Linked DNA regions of Pan troglodytes: regions 2 and 3 are each linked to region 1. The links are chromatin contacts, called in public Hi-C maps. All regions are on one chromosome and are shown on one strand. Each heading gives the region's core, a stretch centred on a gene start, on an enhancer-like site or on the middle of the called end of the contact. The rest is flanking DNA. Distances are from core to core; before and after follow the strand shown. Region 1 holds the start of SEMA6A (semaphorin 6A). Region 2 has its middle 370 kb from the start of SEMA6A. Region 3 has its middle 290 kb from the start of SEMA6A.

Region 1 (3,417 bases), core at 255-2,754:
CGCGCTGATCTGGGAGGAGGGCGTACCGTGCGCCAGCCCGGTGCAAAGGGCTCGGTGCTTCAGGAGGGACGCAGCCGCGACGGGCTATATCCTTGCCGCTCGGGTTGGGAGCTGCGGCGGGGGACAGGACCCAAGGCGGGGGCGCCGCGTCACCCGAACGGCTGCTCCCGGACACTTATTCGAGCAAACAAAGCCCGGAACCTCTGGTGGCAGCGGCCACAGGAGCCAGGATCTCACCGAGAGACAGGGCGCGCGGGTGCCTAGAGCCATTACAAGTTTCTTGCACTCCACGGAGCCCAGCCCAGACCCCACACTGACAACAAAAGATTCTCTCCGCTTCCACACCGTCTCCGCGGAACCCCTTCTCCCACCTGGCACTGGACGAAAACAGCGCTGTTCTACCCAACCCCCTCCAACCCTCGAGGGCAGAACCCCTTCCCCTGCCTTCGACACACCGGGCCAGGGAGCTTCTGAGAATCCCACCATTTAGGGCCCGCTCTGCTCCCTGCTGGGCACGCGGGAGGATGAGCCTTGGGTCTCGCACACACACCCGCAGGAGGAACACCCATACGCGCCGTCGCGGCCCGGGGCGGCGCCGGGCGTGTGCGCAACGCGGGTGGGAAAGCTCTCGACGTGGAGCCGGACGCACTCTGGGGTGCAGGGCAGAGAGGAAAGGCAGGCAGGGCTCACGGCTGCTCCCCCAGGACCGGGCAAGGCTCGGGAAACAGAGACACAAGACAAAATAAAACGCAGGCACCACAAAGCCGACAGCACGCGCTAGCCACGGCCCCGGGACCCTCAGGCTGGAGTCCAGCTGCCCGGGAGGTGGGGCGCGCCCGGGCGCCCGGGGCGTACCTTTTCGGTGCATCGACGGACAGGCGGCCGGGGCTCGGAGCGAACTGGTACAGCGTGTATCCCATTTAGTAATCCATTATCGAGGGGATCTCTCCGGGCCGCGGGCTGCACTCTCTCCTTCGCAAGCCTTTGTCATTCCTACATGTGTGCTTGTCTCTTTGGGGGAAATAGTCGCGGCGACTACTTTCTGGGATGCAAACGCGATGTGTTCATCTCCAATGACGAGCGGAGAAGGGGAGAGGAAAAAAGCCAAAAAAAAAAAAAAAAGAAAAAGAAAAAGAAAACCAACAAGGAAGAGGGTAAATGTTCAAGAAACTCTTCTCCAAATCCAAATTCCACTTGGATTCCACTCCGGTGAGTCCCCTTGGTGGTGTCTGCGCCGATTAACAAGTCATTTCAGGGTGGGGGGCGGGGTGGGGGCTGGGGCAGGGGTGCAAGGCTCTGGCCCGGCTCTGCGGCCGGCAGCGCGGTGCCGCGGGTGTGGTGATGCTGGCCGCTGCTACACGCTGCTAAGCGGGCATCGCGGGCGACCGGCACCGCGGAGGAGCGCCGCTGCTGGGTCCCGAGCGCCTGGGCAGCCGAGTGCGCGGGGAGCGGAGTTGGCTGCAGCCTCACCCCGTGCCGCTCACTACTCCTCTGTCACCGGAGAGGCCGCCGCTCCCGGGCGGAGCCAAGTCCCGGACTGGATTGCGCAGATCGGACTCTCCTCCCGCAACTCCGCCTACTTTGGCTGGCGTCTCCTCCGACCCAAAGGAGAGCTGTGGTGTATGTGAGTGAGAGTGAGCGAGGCAGAGGGGGAGAAACTACGCGGTGTGGCTGCAGGTGGAGCCTTGGACCAACTGGCTAGCGCCGCTTCCTTCCACCAGGATTCCTGGCCCCACCGCGCGCTAGGCGGAGGCTCAGTGGGGGCGACTCTGGCTGGAGCCCAGCCCTCACCTCCCCCACCCCCACATCTGCTCTAGCTAGGAAAAAAAAAGAAGAAGAAAAAAAAAATCCCGGACAGCATTGCTGAGTCCTGCCAAATCAGACAAATAAATAAAAATAGACGTAGTGCAGGAGCGAGTTACAAGAAAGGTTTTGTTCATCGATTTTCTTAAATGGAAAAGTTTTAAAGGATGAGGGTAAGTGAACGGCGAGCTTTTCTGATTCTGATTACTGTTATCAAGAGGTAGATTCCAGAAGCGATGGACGCTCTACGTAGTTAGATGAATTGGATAGAAGCCGGTGCGATTAAAAATACACTTGGAAGATAAGAACACAGCTATTAATTACGCACATACACACGTTAATAAAGCATGTGAAGTAAGCAAATAAACTACAGTGCAGAGAATGGCGTTTTTAACGACGGCGATCTATTTTAAAACTTCATGAAGTTCACATTGTGTGGACTGGTCTTAGAAATAAGTAAACTTCAGAAATAACACGCATACAATTCCAGTGAGAACCCAAAAGGTTTATGGAAGAAGAAAATCGCAACCACTTCCAAGGCGCTATTGTTATGATCACATGAAGAATGGCAGGCACAGCCTTCTTTCACCACTTGAACTTTCAATAGCTACAAAGTCTTGCAGTTACAGGCTTGTGCCAACTCGTCGGGCCACACCACGTTCCCCTCCCCCTGCCGCTGCGCCCCGAAATCAACTGTGCGCCGCGGCTCTTGCTCCCCAAGGGGGCTTCGCAGACGGTACGGATCCTAGTCGCAACCTTTAAACAAATAACACCGGGCGGCCCAGCAGTTCTCGGAGAGATATTTACTAGTCATGGAGTTGGCTGAGAAAAGCAAGTGCGGAGATCGGGGTCTCAGTCCCACTTAGGCCGAGTTTCTTTATATTGGAAACTGTACCTGTTCCCTAATTGGGACTAGGACCACTAATAAGTCCACGTTCCCTCGTTGGTCGCTTCTCTAAGTACAGACATCTGCTTAAGAGGCTTCACGAAGAATAAATGCACATGGGTCAACACCCATTCCCCCCGCACCACTACCACCACCTGGAAAAGGTAGGGAGAATGGTAGGAAAAAAAGAAAAAATCAGTACCTCTGCTGTTCTCCAGAGCTGTCAGCAGGGGCCGCTATCCCCACCTTTCTCGGGCAAAGGCCGCTATAGACCTGGGGTAGTGGGGGGCGCGGCCCTAGGTGCGCGCGCAGCCCCCGCGGCTTCAAGAGCCAGCCTCGGGAGGGGGTTGGGGAGTGTGGAGCGGTGGGTAGGATTGCGCTTTCCCGCGGGTTGGGTGGGGGCCGGCTCCAGGACGTCTCCTCAGAATCCCGCGGGGTTAGGAGAAGGATCTGGCGGCCAAGACGGCTGGATCCCCGGCTGCGCTATTTAACACCCAGATTTTGGCTGATGACTGCAGGGTCAGTGTGAGCTGGTCCCCTGGCTCGTCCGTGCGCCCCAGGCGCGGTACTGCAGCCCCTTCGAAGCTCCGGACCCTTCGGCCTCCGGGGTTTTTTGTCCCGCGCTCCACCCAACCCGGGTCGCCGAGGCTCCTTCTTCGCTCCCTGCCGCCGATTTACATGCTAATTGTGTCTGGGAAAAGTTCTTAAATTGGCAGAATTAGGCAGAG
Region 2 (3,417 bases), core at 573-3,072, 370 kb after region 1:
TTCTGTAAATATGCAGAAGTAGATGACTGGTGCAAAGAATAGGTAGTTTTCAGCTTTCAGATATTTACTGCCAAATTGCTCTCAAGAAAATTTGCTTCATGTTATCTTCCCTATGGCAGGGGATGGAACGGCTCTTTTCTGGAGACCCCATTGTAGTTCTATTGATTAACAGGGCTCTTGTAAATTTCTGTCAAGCTGACAGGCAAAAAATATTGTGTATTGTTTTATTTTGTTTATCTAATTTATTCGTTAATTTAACAGGTATTTATTGAGTACCTATTATGTACCAGGAACTCTTCAAGGGGTGAGGGGAAAGTATAAAACAAGACAGAAGATTTCCTTTCTTCCATGAGGATATAGTTCTAGTGGGAGAACCAATAAGCAAACCAGCAGAAGAATCTTAGACAGGGAGACATGCTAAGCTGAGAACTGGGGCAGCCGGTGCCTGGGGGGCTACACTGGAACTGTGATTGTGAAACCAATTCAAAGAGGTAGCATTTACAGTGAGACCTGAATGACAAGAAGGAGCCAGGTGTGCAGTGATTCTCCAGGAAGGAGTTCCAGGTATCGAGAACAGCTGGCATAAATGTTTGAAGGTGGGTATAGCAGCACTATTCACAATAGCCAGAAGGTGGAAACAACCCTAACGTCCATCAGCAGTTGAATGGATAAACAAAAGGTGGTATATCCATGCTATGGAATATTATTCAGCCTTAAAAACAAATGAAGGACTGATACATGATAATGTCAGGCCTCCGAGCCCAAGCCAAGCCATCTCATCCCCTGTGACTTGCACGTATACATCCAGATGGCCTGAAGTAACTGAAGATCCACAAAAGAAGTAAAAATAGCCTTAACTGATGACATTCCACCATTGTGATTTGTTCCTGCCCCACCCTAACTGATCAATGTAGTTTGTAATCTTCCCACCCTTAAGAAGGTTCTTTGTAATTCTCCCCACCCTTGAGAATGTACTTTGTGAGATCCACCCCTGCCCACAAAACATTGCTCTTAACTTCACCGCCCATCCCAAAACCTGTAAGAACTAATGATAATCCATCTCCCTTCACTGACTCTCTTTTCGGACTCAGCCCACCTGCACCCAGGTGAAATAAACAGCCATGTTGCTCACACAAAACCTGTTTGGTGGTCTCTTCACACGGACGCGCATGAACCTATGACATGGATGAACCTTGAAAACATTAGGTTAAGTGAAAGAAGCCAGTCACAAAAGAAGCCAGTCACATACATATTGTGTGATTCCTTTTATATGAACTATCTGGAATAGATTAGTCCATAGAGACAGAAAGGAGATTAATCATTGCCAGGGGCTGGGGTGGTGGTGGAGAATGACTGCGTAATTTGTATCGAGTTTTCTACAGGTGTGATGAAAATGTTTTCGAAACAGGTAAGGGTGATTGTTGAGGACATTGCGAATGTACTAAATGCCACTGAATTGTATACTTTAAAATCGTTCGTTGTTTGTTATGCGAGTATTAGCTCAATTTTTTAAAATGTGCTAAGGTGAGTATAAACTTGCTTGGTGAGAACAGAAGGGCTGGAGTTAGGTACATGTGAGAATGAAAGGAAGGTAGATGTGAGTTTTCTCTCCCAGGAGCAGAAATCTTTTGCATCTACCCCTTTCCTAGTAACAGTGGCTCTTTCCCTAGATCCTGTGGGAAAGATGGCTTCCCACCTCCTCCCCGGCGATAGACTTGTCTTAACCTCCATCCCTCCCGGTAAGCAATGAGTGTATGCCTGGACCCTGGGGCAGGAGAGTTTGCTTCCCTCTGCTGGCAGATACGGCATCTGCTTCATAGGAGAGAAGGGTCTGGGGAAATAGGAAGTGTGTTTTCTCTCCCCAGCAGCTGTTGATCACTTCCTGCAGGCTGCATCATCCGGCTAACTTTGTGGAGTAGAGGTGGGAGATTTCTCTTTTGCCTCCTTTGTTCTGCCTGCAGGCTTTCTTGTGGGAAAGCAAGGTAGCCAGGGAGCCCACACTTCTATGAATCTGGAGTTCCCGGCTATTCTATACTGACAGTCTAGTCCATGCTTGGCCTTAATGCATTTCTTAAAATTTTAGTTGATTTCTCCTTACTTGCTTGTATGCTGCCTACTTCTTTTTCTCATGCTCTGTCGAAGATGAAATAGTTATATGCCTTGTCTGTGCTTGGAAGGGTTTACCTCTCCTTGGAATTTAGTTCACTTAGTGCCTAGATTGCTCAGCTCCAGAGAAGGTATGATTTTGTAGGTCATCTGTTTTTTTCTTATCGTTAAGTTTGGAGTGATATTAACTTATGGCTTTCTACAGTCGAAGTGGAAGTATGTGTGTGTGTGTGTGTGTGTGTATATATATGTTTGATCTATGTATAGATTTTCCACTCCAATCCATATTTCCAATCCACTGTTTTTCCACAGTGCCACTAAGTTTTAATTACTATAGTTTTATAATATACTTTAACCAATAGGATAATTTCTCTCTCATTATTCATCTTTAATGAAAAAAAGATCTGGGTTATTCTTGCTTTTTTTTTCTTCTAAGTGATCAGCAGGATTATCTTTCAAGTTCTTCAGGAGATCTCATTGAAATTTTTATTGGGATTATGTTAAATATTAGAGTAGTTCTTTGTCAGCATTTTCAAATTCTTGAAGGATTATTTAGAATTCTAATTCTTCTTGGGTTAAATATGATAATTTATACTTTCTAAAATATACATTATCAAGGTTTTCACATATAGTAAAATATATTCACATTTTATAAAATATTTTCTATAGGATTTTAAAATCTATAGTTCTCTAGTTATATTTGTTTAAAATTTTTTTGATTTTTAGTTTATTTGCATATATCGTAGAGGTATATATTTATGGGGCACATGAGATATTTTGGTACAGACAGGCACAGTGTAATAATAACATCATGAAAAAATGAGGTATCCATCCCCTAAGCCTTTATCCTTTGTATTTCAAACAATCCAATTATACTCTTTTAGTTATTTTGAAATGTACAGTTAAATTATTATTGACTATAATCCTGTTGCACAATCTGATTATATTTCATTTCTGATTTTTTATTCTACCTGATAAATCTTTCCAGAGTTTATCTTTTTCAGTATGCATTTTGCAAACATCCAGCTCTGAGGTTTATTCTACTGTTGCTTTCCTGAACCTCAACTTTCTCAGCTGCTAAGTTGAAGATAATAGTATTGACTTCACAGGATTGTCTTAAGGTTTTGATGAGACAATAAAAATAAACATTTTGGGCTGGGCGCGGTGGCTCATGCCTGTAATCCCAGCACTTTGGGAGGCCGAGGCGGGCGGATCATGAGGTCAGGAGATCGAGACCATCCTGGCTAACACGGTGAAATCCCGTCTCTACTAAAAAATACAAAAAAAAAAGAAAATTAGCCGGGCATGGTG
Region 3 (3,417 bases), core at 512-3,011, 290 kb after region 1:
ACACGTGCATGCACACACACACGTGCATGCACACACACACATGCGCACACACACACACACACACCTTTCCCAGTTCAGGGCTCTCAGGGCTTTGATTTCTGCCAGGTAGTCTTAGGAAACTCTTTAGTGTAGGTATTCACTGACCTTGCAAAGGGCATGTGGATACCAACAGGTTGATAGATACTAACAGATTAAACATTTCCCTTCCTGGGTAATATATTTGCATAACCATAGATGCCTATCTTAACCAAAGACTGGCTCAAAGTTTTCAAAGTGTGTTTCAACTTAGAAACAAGCAAACCAACCAAAAAATCTGATGCTTAAGTGTATAAGGGGTGGGGAGAGCAAATATTTGAGGAAGACAAACCTTTGAGGGCCTACAGTATCCCACCACAAAGGCCCAGTTGTCCATGATTGAAGTCAGCAGTGCAGAGACTCAGCTGATCAAGGAGAAGATGAGGCTGCTTTAGAACTATAAAGGACCCATGGCCCTCATCTGGTAAATCAGCATTGATCTGTCATGGTATCTCCTTGCAGTATAAATTGATAAGGGAGGATCATGCATTAAACCATCTGCTTCAAAGAGTTTAACTTTCTTTCATAGGGGAGCCGTTCTAGGTTAGGATCATAATGGAGTATTAACTTGTTTTATGGTATATACCAGGATATTTTTCATTCTCCTTGCCAGAATAGGCAGCTGTCTTTACCAATAAATCTTGTGAAGTTTTCCACTTTTGGGAAATCATCTGATTCAAAGCAGAACTGTTCTTATAACTTCAGGAAAAAAATTAAAAATCTGCTCTATTTCAAATACCCTTAGAGCAAGACATGTTGAAAAATCTTATTTAGTATTTCATGCCTAACATTATTTGCATTAAGAAAGTTCCTCCTAAGAGCTAACTCAAATCTTTTTGCAATAATTTAAGCCATTTTCTGGGCATGGCTGAAGTGAGAGTTAAAAACTTTCGTAAATCCCTTTTGCGTCTTGAAGGAAGCCAATATGTCTACAGAGAATTTAGGAGGATACAAAATGTCCTTAAAACCTTTCTGGTCCTGACATCTATTCATTTGGAACACTTTTCTTGTGATCTTTTGGGATTCTGGGTCTCCTTATAAATGACTTCTGAAGAAGGGACAGACAGCAATAGGGTAACAGAGAGCAAAGAGGCTCCGTACTATTTTTTGACTTTTCTGACCACTGTGAAATTGAGGACACATTGTTTTGGAAAAGAAATTCCTTGGGTGACTTCAGCTGTGTTAGTGGGGCAGGACTCCAATGAGTTCTCCACTGTAAAATAAGAGGGCTATGCTGGGTGGCTGATAAGATGTGGCCACTAGCTGCCGGTCCCCCAGCCATTTCCTGGCCTCTGCATTAACCTCAGCAATGCTTTTTCTGCAAATGCTTCCTCTACCGGGTTCCCCAGTCGGCTATGAACTCAGGCAGCTCAATTCAGGGGTTGTGTGAGGAGGCAGGCTTGCCTATGGGAGCCCAGCAGCAACCATAGAAGAACTGATTAGCTTTTAATAGCCGACCTCCACCAGACAGGCAGGAGTCTAAAGAGTAAATAGAGGTGCTGGCCCTGGAATTTTTTTAAAGGCCCCAGAGGGATTTGTTCACCGGCGTTTGAATTTCTACAGAAAGGCTCTGTGAAGCTCTAAATTAAACCAAGCTGACCCCTTTCACAACCCAAGTTATTTACAGTTCACAGGTCTTTGGAGAGTTCTAGTTTGCATGCAGTTGAAAATGGGTCCCTGGTTGGCAAAGGTAGCCTACTGTGGTGCTATTTGCATTACACTACCTTGCTTTCCTTTGGTGTGGGAGAAAGCTCTGGAATGGAAGCCAAAAGATGTGGTCTAGTTGTAAACATGCCTTTGTTTTTCAGCAAAGGAATGGCGCCGGTAGAAATAACCAAGAAAGAGCCCGCTACTAGAAAGCAAATAACTGAGTTCTCTCTGTAATTAAATGCATTCCTCAGAATAATAACTAAGTAGTAGGAAGGAAACCAAGCAACACCCCCTCCCCACCACTGCAACTGATTTCCTTTGCAGCTTTAACAATCAGATCAGTCAAGAAGACTGGCACTGATTATAGCACTCAGTTTCCCCATTTTGCTCCATACTGGGAGAGTAATTAAGTTAAATTGCTTTCAGTGCCTGAGATCTGGTTTGTGTCAAAGTCAAATAAAGTGCTGGTTCAAGTTTGTTCATCAGCACCTTGAACTTACCCCCTGGCCCTTACTTGTATAAAACCATGGCAAGGTTTTGTACCATGGCAAGTGTTGGATAGAGAAATCTTGAAACCCCACAAAAACCTCATTTCCTCTGAGAAATGTGGCATGTGTCTCTCTTTCTCAAGACTGGTAAACTTGGTTTGGCGGATATTTAGGAGAAACTTTTTGTGATCTATCAAATAAAAGAAGAGAGCTTGCCAAGACACAAGCCGAAGTTTAGTCACAATTACTGAAAACTGGATTTCATGGGAAGAAAAGTACAACAAAAGTTGTAATCTGGAATTAGGAGAAATGTGAAGGTAAAAAGATTGATACGTTATGTTTAGGAGAAAATGAGGTGATCTCATACTTCCCTCCCTTTCTTCTTTATCTCCAGCTGAGTCTAAAACACATCATTCTCCCTCTTCTGGGTAGGAAAGTATACTAGGCATGGATATTGGTAGTGAAGGAAATAAAAATATTTTACTCCAAAATAGACCTGTCTGACTTATTTTGAGATGGTTGTTCAGAAGGCCTGCAAAGCTGTCTTTTGTGGGAGAGATTTGCATCTGTACAGAAAATCTGCATTAATGCAGCCAAGTTTCTCTGAGACCTTCCCTTTTCCAGATCTAAGAAAGATTTAGGAGAGAAAGTGTGACATGTTTAAATATCTGAAAGAAACATTCACTCTCTATTCTCTCTGAGGGCTGCTCCCGGTGAGATTTCATCTGTATAACAAGACCTCCTTTGCTAGCCAGCTCTTCTCCCCAGCCCATAACCTGTGTGGCCACTGGAATCTGATTTGCCACAGTACTCTGTTTTTGGCCATGTTCTGTGCTCCCATTCTTTCTGTAGCCTCAAGGTGGTACATAAGCTTCTGTACCCCACTGGCGGGTTGTGATCACTCTGTGATTCTCTCCTATGTGCACATGAGTAACTTTGTATGTCTTTTCTCCAGTTAATCTGTCTTTTGTCAGTTTTTTTTTCAACAAACCTGTAGAGGGCAAAGGGGAGGCTTCCCCTTGGCCCCTGTAATCGTGATGGTAGTGTGTGTGCGTGTGCGGAGAATGATTGGAGTGTGAAGGAGGGCTGGCAGGTAAAAGGACTGCAAGAGAGAGAGAGAGAGAAGCCATAATTTGGGTCTTTAAGTGATTTGTACTTTATCTGGAAACTATGACAAACACATAGGAAAATGGCATGACAACAA

What was found. A called contact is a pair of places that touch in the nucleus more often than the background predicts.
Region 2: a contact with region 1 is called in a Hi-C map of induced pluripotent stem cells, with 4 times the contacts expected there. The contact joins the enhancer-like site here to the promoter of SEMA6A in region 1. A contact is called at or near these places in 3 of 7 Hi-C or Micro-C datasets (induced pluripotent stem cells and stem cell-derived neural progenitor cells), 1 of 1 datasets of contacts at active chromatin or transcription factors (stem cell-derived excitatory neurons) and 1 of 1 other capture datasets (stem cell-derived neural stem cells).
Region 3: a Hi-C map of induced pluripotent stem cells shows a contact between it and region 1, with 2.2 times the contacts expected there. The contact joins the enhancer-like site here to the promoter of SEMA6A in region 1. A contact is called at or near these places in 1 of 7 Hi-C or Micro-C datasets (induced pluripotent stem cells) and 1 of 1 datasets of contacts at active chromatin or transcription factors (stem cell-derived excitatory neurons).

The regions. Positions count from the first base shown.
Region 1 is chr4:114,281,325-114,284,741 of NHGRI_mPanTro3-v2.0_pri, forward strand. SEMA6A (semaphorin 6A) reads right to left here and starts at 1,505. Exons shown (of 19, transcript XM_001151177.7): 1 at 856-1,505. LOC134810096 (a long non-coding RNA gene) reads left to right here and starts at 1,121. Exons shown (of 3, transcript XR_010157313.1): 1 at 1,121-1,209.
Region 2 is chr4:114,653,474-114,656,890 of NHGRI_mPanTro3-v2.0_pri, forward strand. No RefSeq gene overlaps it. Among named protein-coding and RNA genes, the nearest start is that of SEMA6A, 370 kb to the left of the region's middle. Within about 2 kb of position 1,823, at least 1 of the 24 cell types and tissues checked has an H3K27ac peak or open chromatin away from gene starts, as enhancers often do. A contact at or near this core is called in induced pluripotent stem cells, where this site is marked.
Region 3 is chr4:114,570,225-114,573,641 of NHGRI_mPanTro3-v2.0_pri, forward strand. No RefSeq gene overlaps it. Among named protein-coding and RNA genes, the nearest start is that of SEMA6A, 290 kb to the left of the region's middle. Within about 2 kb of position 1,762, at least 5 of the 24 cell types and tissues checked have an H3K27ac peak or open chromatin away from gene starts, as enhancers often do. A contact at or near this core is called in induced pluripotent stem cells, where this site is marked.